2 separate regions of the Arachis hypogaea genome follow, and region 1 is linked to region 2. The links are chromatin contacts, called in public Hi-C maps. All regions are on one chromosome and are shown on one strand. Each heading gives the region's core, a stretch centred on a gene start, on an enhancer-like site or on the middle of the called end of the contact. The rest is flanking DNA. Distances are from core to core; before and after follow the strand shown. Region 1 holds the start of LOC112726937 (protein indeterminate-domain 12). Region 2 has its middle 37 kb from the start of LOC112729724.

Evidence for each region. Hi-C and Micro-C count contacts between places; a contact is called where the count stands out from the background.
Region 1: a Hi-C map of leaf shows a contact between it and region 2, with 5 times the contacts expected there. The contact joins the promoter of LOC112726937 here to the enhancer-like site in region 2. A contact is called at or near these places in 2 of 8 Hi-C or Micro-C datasets (both in leaf).

What each region holds. Positions count from the first base shown.
Region 1 is chr12:13,966,626-13,971,497 of arahy.Tifrunner.gnm2.J5K5, forward strand. LOC112726937 (protein indeterminate-domain 12) reads left to right here and starts at 3,593. Exons shown (of 3, transcript XM_025776512.3): 1 at 3,593-4,828. The coding sequence starts at 4,639.
Region 2 is chr12:13,857,869-13,862,204 of arahy.Tifrunner.gnm2.J5K5, forward strand. No RefSeq gene overlaps it. Among protein-coding and RNA genes, the nearest start is that of LOC112729724, 37 kb to the left of the region's middle. Within about 2 kb of position 1,458, at least 1 of the 3 cell types and tissues checked has open chromatin away from gene starts, as enhancers often do.

The DNA.
Region 1 (4,872 bases), core at 2,343-4,842, 110 kb after region 2:
AGTTCATCTAGTATTTTCTTTTTCTCAGTTTAATCTGACTGAGTCTCACTGAAAAAAGGCAAACAAGGTGAGGTTTGTAAGAAAACGCCAATAAAAGATAAAAGGCAGTGAGTTAAACTAGGAGAAAAATCTATAAGATGTCTCAGGTTTGCTTTGTACATCTTTCTGTTTTGTATCATGATCCTGTGGAGATTCCCTTTCAAGTTGGATTAGCACTTTGCGGTTGAAAGCTAGATTGAGGTCTCATCAAATTCAAATTGGGTTAGAAATCTGGATTTGTCCCAGATAGAATTGGGTAGATACTAGGAAAAGCATTGGAGTATGTAATCTTATAAAAGAGATAGTGAAATTCCATCATGATTGTGATGGAGATTGGATGTAGGCTACATTGCACTAAGAAGTAGTTTAACCAGGATATATCTGAGTGTTACTCCTTTTTCTCAACTTCAATTATGTTTTTATTGCTCAGAAGACAAAATGAAAGTCTCTCTCATCTCGTTATGAGACAAAAATCAAAATATCTCCTAAGATTCTTTAAAAAGTTAAAGTAATATTCAGCAAAAAAAAAAAAAAAAAAAAAAACTAAGATTCAACTCCCCTTTCTCTTAGACATTAATAACCATCAAAATTCTTATTCTATTATTGTCTTTTAAAGTAATTAATTAAGGATTATTAGTGACATTATATTTAAATTATTACTTTTAAAGTTTTCTGATAATTATGTATTTAGCCAAAACCTAAAGTGACAAATAACCTGTAACTCCATTCATCAATAATGTACCCTTACCGTATAAGATGAAACGGAGGGCATAAAATGAAATGAATCTATATTGCTATAAAATATTTGTTAAGAAATAATTTTATCGAAAAGGTAATTAATAAGATATTTAAAATTTTAATATGGTGAAATAATTAGAAAAATATATTCTTTTGTTTTTATTTTTTAAAAAGTATTTTTAAGGAAATATTTTAGTTAAATTTTTACTTTCTTATGTTAAACATAATTAAATGGATTTTCTTGTCTTTTCTTCTTTAATTTCTTGGCATACCGTTCAGCAAAATACTGGATTTTCTGCATAAAACAATAAAAGTTAGGCGCCCACATATAATATCGAATAATATCTTAATTAATTAGTCAAAATAAAAGATCACTCAATAATAGCCATAATAATATTCAATAGTTTATTAACAAATTCCTACAAGAAACTTGGAGAAGAATCATCAATATAATATATAAAAGAGACCAATTTCAAAAATACTACAGATCAACTTATATGTGATACGTCATTAATTAAATTAGGTTATTATGTGAAAATAATTCGTTACATCCCAAATAAATGATTTCTTACTTTTTGAATTATGATTAATATTATAAATTTTACATTAAATCTCTCAAAGGTAAAATTTCTAAAAAGTTTATAACACCAATTTTTTTTTTTATACTGAAAGTTTGGTATACTAATTTTGAAATCAACGGGTCAATTTATTTAGTAAATCAATTCACTTGATGAATCATGTACTCATACATGTACTAAAGACTACCAAAATACTGATAATTTGAACTTTTACTTTAGCCTACCTAAATTTATGTTTATCGGGAGAAAAAAGAAATAAAAATATTATATATATTAAATTTTAGTATGATTATATTATAGTAATTATAATAATTATATAAATATTATTAAAATTAAATTTATATTTTTTTAAGTAATTATTTAAAAAATATTATTTAACAATAAAAAATGTTATTTTAATTTTAGTAATATTTTTAAAAATATTATAGTCACCATATACTATAATTATATATTAGAATGGTGATATATATATATACATGTACTTATTAGGGATGAAAAGGCTATTAACTTTTAAGAATCTACTAACTTTAATAATTAATAACTTGATCATGAGATGATAATCCAAAACTAAATGATCACTTGAGTAGCATACATATAATATCATCATTGTCATTCATCTCCCATAGAGAAAATAATTAAAGAAAAGGATGAATAATCTAATCCTTATTATTCCAGCTGATTCCAAACTCTTGGAGGACAAAAGCCCACATAGGATTCCAAATTAAATTAATGGAGAACAAAAAATATACATTTCTATAGAAGAAATCTAAAACTGTCCTTGGGTAGTTTCAAAGGGCTAATTTGAGATGGGTCCAATTTCATACACGCCTAAGGTTTATATGGAATGTGATTTTTGCATGGTGGTGGCTAATGAAAACCAATGCTTTGTGACCACAAAGACAATTTTACCCTTTAAAATGGACAATTTGTGCTACCCCTTTTGTAGCTTTAGATTTGGGTTTGGAATAAAGAGGGTAAAAAAAAGAAGCCTTTGCAAATTCTCCTTGGTGGGGTTTGTAGAGCACACACTTTCTCTACAAACTAGGATGTAAGAGAATAATAATATATAACACTGAAAGATAGAGTGACACAAAATCCTCAAGTGTTATAATGGAAAACAATCATTTGCTATAAAATTCCACGAAACAAATAATAAGCATGAGGAAAGTATATGTACCTAATAGAAAAAATGAACATGCCATTTTGATCACATTATGGATTATTATATATCTATTATGTTATATAAAATATATAATATGTGTAGGGTCTAACTCATTTTGAAGATAGATAGATTGAATTACTATATTTATAATAGAGAAAAATTAGGAGTTCTAACTCATTTTTTAAATTATTCTTTTTAATTTTAGATAAAGAAATTTTTTATTTTTTTATATTTTTAACAAATAATATATATTTAAATTTTTACTCATTTAGCATTAAGAAGGTAATTAGATCAGAGGATAAATTAAAACTTTGAAACATTACTCAAATTCATAAAATTTTTAAGATACTAAGTAATTGAATTAAATAATAAATATTTTTACTCACGTGAAAACACATATAATTAAATAATATTTGTATAGTAGATATTTTATGCAAAATATTATAGTGGCTAGAGATTATATATATGCACTGTATAAGTTGAATATCAATCAGTGAATCAATAATGTTTGCTGTGGGGTTTATCTCTGCCTTTCTACCTTCCCCCATCTCCCTTTATTATTATTATTATTATTATTATTATTATTATTATTATTATTATTATTATTATTATTATTATTATTATTATTATTATTATTTAACTTTTAGTTCTCTTAAATCTTAATTAAGCAGAATGTGTATATGTCTCTTTTTTAAAATCATTCCATGGCTCTTTTAAGATTTGGGTGTTTTATAACAGAAACAAAGGAAAAGACAGAAAGTTCCATGCATGCATCTGGCCCTTTCTCATCAAAAACAAGGATTAATAACCAATTTAGTTTTTCGAAAATATTTGATAATAAAAAATATTAGTAAAAAATTATTAAAATGTATTTTTTTAGTTTTATTTATAAATTTTATTATAAATAAATACTAAATAAAACAAGTTTAGTTGTTTAGTCAGATTATTTTTTTATCTTCCTAACATTACCATTAGTTTTTATTTAAAAGAATGAAAGCAAAAGTAAAGAAAAATTAAAGTGATTATTTTTCAAAAAAATAAATAAATAAATTTATAAATTTGTGAGTAAAGTGATTTAGGATATTTCCTAGTCTTTGCCTTGCTACTCCCATCTATCTAACTTCTCTATCTTTCTCTCTCTCAAGACTTCTTAGTTCTTAGCTTTTTTTTTTTTCCTGAGTCTCCTTGCACACCTTTTCCTCATCAAATCACCCATGTTTTTTTTTTTTTAATTTTAATTTTTCATTTTGTTTCTCATAAAATTTTAATTTGCCATGCCTTTTTCAATTTTTTGCCACCATCACTTCCTCCTTATTAGTCTCTAATTGTCATCATCACCTTCTTCTCTTCTCTTACAAATACCACTCATTACAATTTCTCTTTGCACACTCAATTATAGATTAAGGGCAAAAAAAAAAAGAAAAAAAAGTAACTAGATGCTAGCTAGATAGATTTTTATATATTGAGCTATACATATAATAATTCTACTTTAATATTTTTTTCATCAATTTCTTTAATTTTGATTATTATTATTATTGCATGTTAATGATGATTCTCTTCATGAATTCTACATAGATATAAACACAACACACATATATAGAGAAATAGAAAGAGATATGTCTGAAATAGTTGTTCAGAGTTGTTCAGACAAGTAATCCATGGCATAGATAGCGACTTCAAAAAAAAAAAAAAAAAAACATACACACACCACCATCATCATCATCTCCTCTCTTCACGAGATTAATTAATTTCTCTTTTTTCTAAAAAAAAAAATCTTTTTTTTTTTTGTTTATGATATTGCATCACAAAAGCAAATGATTCCTTTCTCTATCTATATATATCTTCCACCTATGTTCACTAGCAAGGTTTCTTTCTTCTTAATTATTTTGTGTTCCAAAGCTTAAATATTATTTATATATTTATTTGGTTTGTTAATTATAGACACAACCAAAGAAATTAATATACACAGAGCTATGATTTTGGAAACAAACAAACCAAGACATTAGAATATCGTATCTTTGCTTCCTCTTTTTTTTTTTCTTTTTTTTTTTCCCCTTCCCCACTATCTTCTTTTTTTTTTTTTTTTTTTGTTCTAAGTTGGAGAATTTTTCTTAAGGCATAATGTTCCCAGCAGTTATGTCCAATTCTACTTCTTTGTCTGAAGAAGCAAGTGTCTCTTCTGGCACAAGAATTCAAGACTTTGGTGCTACCTTAAACCATGTTGTTTCAACCATTTCTCCTCATCAACAACAACAACAACAACAACCTCCTCAAAAGATCAAGAAAAAGAGAAGCCTCCCTGGAAATCCAGGTACCAATAATAATTTCAATTTTTATATATCATATATACAAGCT
Region 2 (4,336 bases), core at 208-2,707:
TAATTTTAAATTTTATCGCATATATTTTTAATATATATTTTCACTTCTCTTCTTTGAAATATTTATTACATATAATTTGGAGAGAATACAAAATTACTAATGTTGTGATTAATTATTAGAACAAAAATGCTATTTGTACACTAAAATTTGCCACTAAAATCAACCACCAATATATTTATGTATAAATACATATGTGGTTTAATTCATTTTTAATGTGTATTTGTACTCCAACATATATTTTATACTGGTGGTTGATTTTAGTATACACATAACATAATCCTTATTAGAATCAAGATTCAATTATTTTAAAAAATAATTGATTTTGAGTTAATTTTATAACTATTAGTATAAATTTTTTATTACTAATATCTAAAATTTTTAGATAATAAATATTAAAATTAATTATTAATAAAAAATTAAACTCTTTCATATAAAAATAATAACTAAAAAATTTATTATTTAATTTTTATAATCTACAGAGATCTTGATATTATTAGCCGATAAAAACTTGTCTCCTACAATTTTTTTTGTAAAAATAATTTAATTTTATAAATTTTTTCTGCCATAATTTATAATAGCAGAACGAAGCATACATAGTTTCAAAACATTTATATTTCTATAATATCACTGCATATAAAAATACTAGTATAAACAAATGCAAAAACAGAGTTATAACTTGACATTCAAATTTACTAGAGATTAATAAGAACTCCCCATGCACTAGTGATAGATATATAGCGCCCCTTTGATAAAAACTTTCCAATATTTTTCATCTTCTCTCTCACAAATAATAATGCATTAGATGCTTGAATTTTGCACAACAAATTTAACTCATTCCTAACTTTTTCCTCTTTTTCTTAAAAAAGAAAAATCATATTAAAAATTGGAATCTCTTGTTTTTCATTCAAAACGAGTTATTTAAACATGATATTTATTAAGGGAACTCCTGGCCCCTTTATATACTCGTAGGATGGTTTGAATTTGGCCACTAATTCTCATCATTCTAGAAAACTATGACGACATATGTTTTCTTTATGAAAAAAGTTTTTTTATTTTTTTTTTTTACCGTATTTTTCGGTTTGAGAAATTAGGAATTGATTCGTCATAGATCTGAGTTTTATTTAAGGATATATTGTAATAAATAAATTGCTGCATGTATAAGACATAATTTGAATTCTCGACACATAGTTAAGCAAACGAGTGAATTATTCACTGGACTAAATCAAATTGATTTACAAAAATCAAAAATGGTTAATTGATCATGAAAAGGGATACTTCCTATTTTTTGGGGGTTTTTTTTGGATATTTATAGGCTTAATATTTTTTGGGTGTGGGCTTTATTTTTTTATTACTGAAAGAGTTTGGGCTTCTTATCGGGCCATATGCGGGACACCTGGGCCGGTCTTGCTTGTCCATAACAACTTTCGCATACTCAATCGTTATTTGTTTATCAATGATCCGAGGGTTCATAATAATTAATTTTTTTTTTGGTGACTTTCATAATAATTAATTTGATAGAGGGTGTATGATAACTTGAGTTTTTATACCTAATTACTTTTGACTTTTGATCATCAGTTGAATGGTTTGAAAATTCATGATAAACTTGAGTTTATAATATGTCCAAAATAGAATTAATAAAATTTCATTGTTTCCTCGTTAATCACTCAACAAAACTTTGCTCTGTTTCTTTATCATAATTCATTCACGCGGTTCCATTTTGTTTTATTCATTGAGAAATATAAAAGAAAGAAAATTGCTTAAGAATTAGAGAATTTATAATCTTTAGTCGTTATTTTTAATTATTAATTTAATTTTTTTTAGTCTAATTGATATTTTTTTAATTTATATTTTTGTTAGTTAAAGACAATAAATTTTGTTGACCATCTAATATTTCTTAACAAAAAAAATCCAAACACATGTGCACACAATGTGGGAAAATAAAATAAAAGAGTGGAAAACAAAATTAAACTTCATGAGCGAAATATTATTATATGTATTTTAAAAATAAAAAATACTATATATACACTAAAAATAAGTTATTATGTATTTATATATAACATATAGATTATTTAATTTATTTTTAATATATATTATATACAAACGATTAATTTTTTATATATACTTAGTGTAATCTTTTAAAAATGCTATGTATATTAAAAAAATTAATTACTATATTAATTATTTTATTTTATATTTTTTTAATATATATTTTATACGAATAAACTTTTTTGGTATATATACGGGTTTTTACGAACGAATGCATTAGGCCATTGAGGCTTTAACTGTTGGACAAACTTTAATGCTGTAGTATACATCAACTCCATCAAAATGCGTACAAATATTTTTTTATTATTTTTCGGTCTTATTAAAGTGAATCTATAATAAAAAATATATTTTCTACAAATTTTTAATATATTATTGCTACAATATCACAAATTTGGTGAAGACTCATATAAATGGTTTTCATGTAAATTTAATAGCCGAAAATCATTAAATAATTTAATAGATTTGATGAAATTATTATCTAACATTTTTCGATTATCAATTTTACATGAAAATAATTACATATAAGTTTTTAACTAAAAATTTTATTTTAAATTCGTTAACTAACATCATCAAAATATGCTTTATCTATTTTTTATGATATTTTTGTTTATTATTGTCTAGTATTGTATAAATTGACAAAATTATATTACCCTTTATTACAATACATTAATTAACAATATTATTTGAAAAAAAATCAATGTCATGTACTATTAAAAATAGATAATTATTTGGAACATAAAAAAAATAAAAAGAATAATTTTGGTAATTTTCATTGGAGCTGTGACACTGTTCCAAGTTCCAATAAATGTCTCTAGAAGGAGTATATTTTGCAGTGTCTTAAAAATGTGAAAGCAACCGATCAATGGTTATGCATGGCTTCATGAATGTTGCAATTAAATAGGGAAATTAAAGAGAAATAAATAAGTGTTATTACAACACACACATGCAGCAGGCATTAGTCATTTCCTACGTACAGCAACATTGATTGACACAAAATAAAATGCTGTTTGCAATCATTCATTCATTTAATTTCTTATAGAAGAATAATAATGCTGCGCGTGCAAAGTTTCCAAAGTCATAAAACATTTGCAAATTTTTAGTAAAAACCAATAGTGCAAAACTATTCAGTTTAAATTACTGCCATATATGTATATGTTCTTTCAATTCTACAGCTTCCAATTTTTTGTTGCACTTTATTTCTCTGCAAATGCTTATTCTTACCGTATCTTCTTGTTCTTGACTTCTACGTCCATCCCACTTTGAAAAGTTGTTATTATTTTCACCTTCAAAATAATGACACTAAATATATTTATAATTATAATATCAGAAATGTGATAACCAACTTGGACAGTGTCGGGAGTTCGAATTTCGCCTTGTGCAGGTAGTAACCCATTGACCAGCAGCAGTAAATTCTTAAATGGAGTTCAGATTCGCTGCGAATTAGTCCTTGTCCTGTCGATTAAAGTGTGGATTAGTCTTTAATCTGTCGGGTTGAGAGATATCGTGAGCAACAAAAAAATTGTAAGTTGATTATCGTTAGATTTATCTTTAGATTTAGTCTGAAGTTTAAAAATTTGCATGTAATTTATTATTGTTAGATTTTGAAATCTCTTGGTAATTAATTAGCTTTTTACTTTTTCTTGAATTGTAGGGTAATATAATGATTATTTCCATCACCTATGGTGGGTGTATTCAAGGAGAAAGACAATGAAATATAGTTATAGTTTAAGAAAGTGTGAGATAAACCTAGTTGTATATTTTGGACTTTCAAATAATTCTTTGGTAGAATATATACAACTTTTTAGCAAGAAAAATAAAAAGAAAAAGAAAAAAATATAGATAGAACTTTCTCTTAACTTTGAAAGATTGTTCCCTTGAAATTTAGTTATATATAGAGAAATGTTTTAGGTTAGTAATTTTTAGTATTTTTTGTTATTATTTAGTCAATACAAAACACTAAATTATTTTTAATAAATAATTTTTTATTAATTTATATATATAAATTTTGAAAAATATAAGTACAAACTGTATTGATTTATGTGTACAAAATTTTAATAAATATATGTATAAATTATATATTTTTTATATAAAAAATATCGGTAAATATAACTGTAAATTATTATTAGTCAAATATTGGCTAAAAATAATAATATTTACCTACCATTAACATTACTCATATATATATATATATATATTAGCCACCTTTCCTAGACCATTAAATATATATGGCTAAACACACTCCCAGTCAGGACCTATGATATATACTAATATACATATTTTATATTATTGT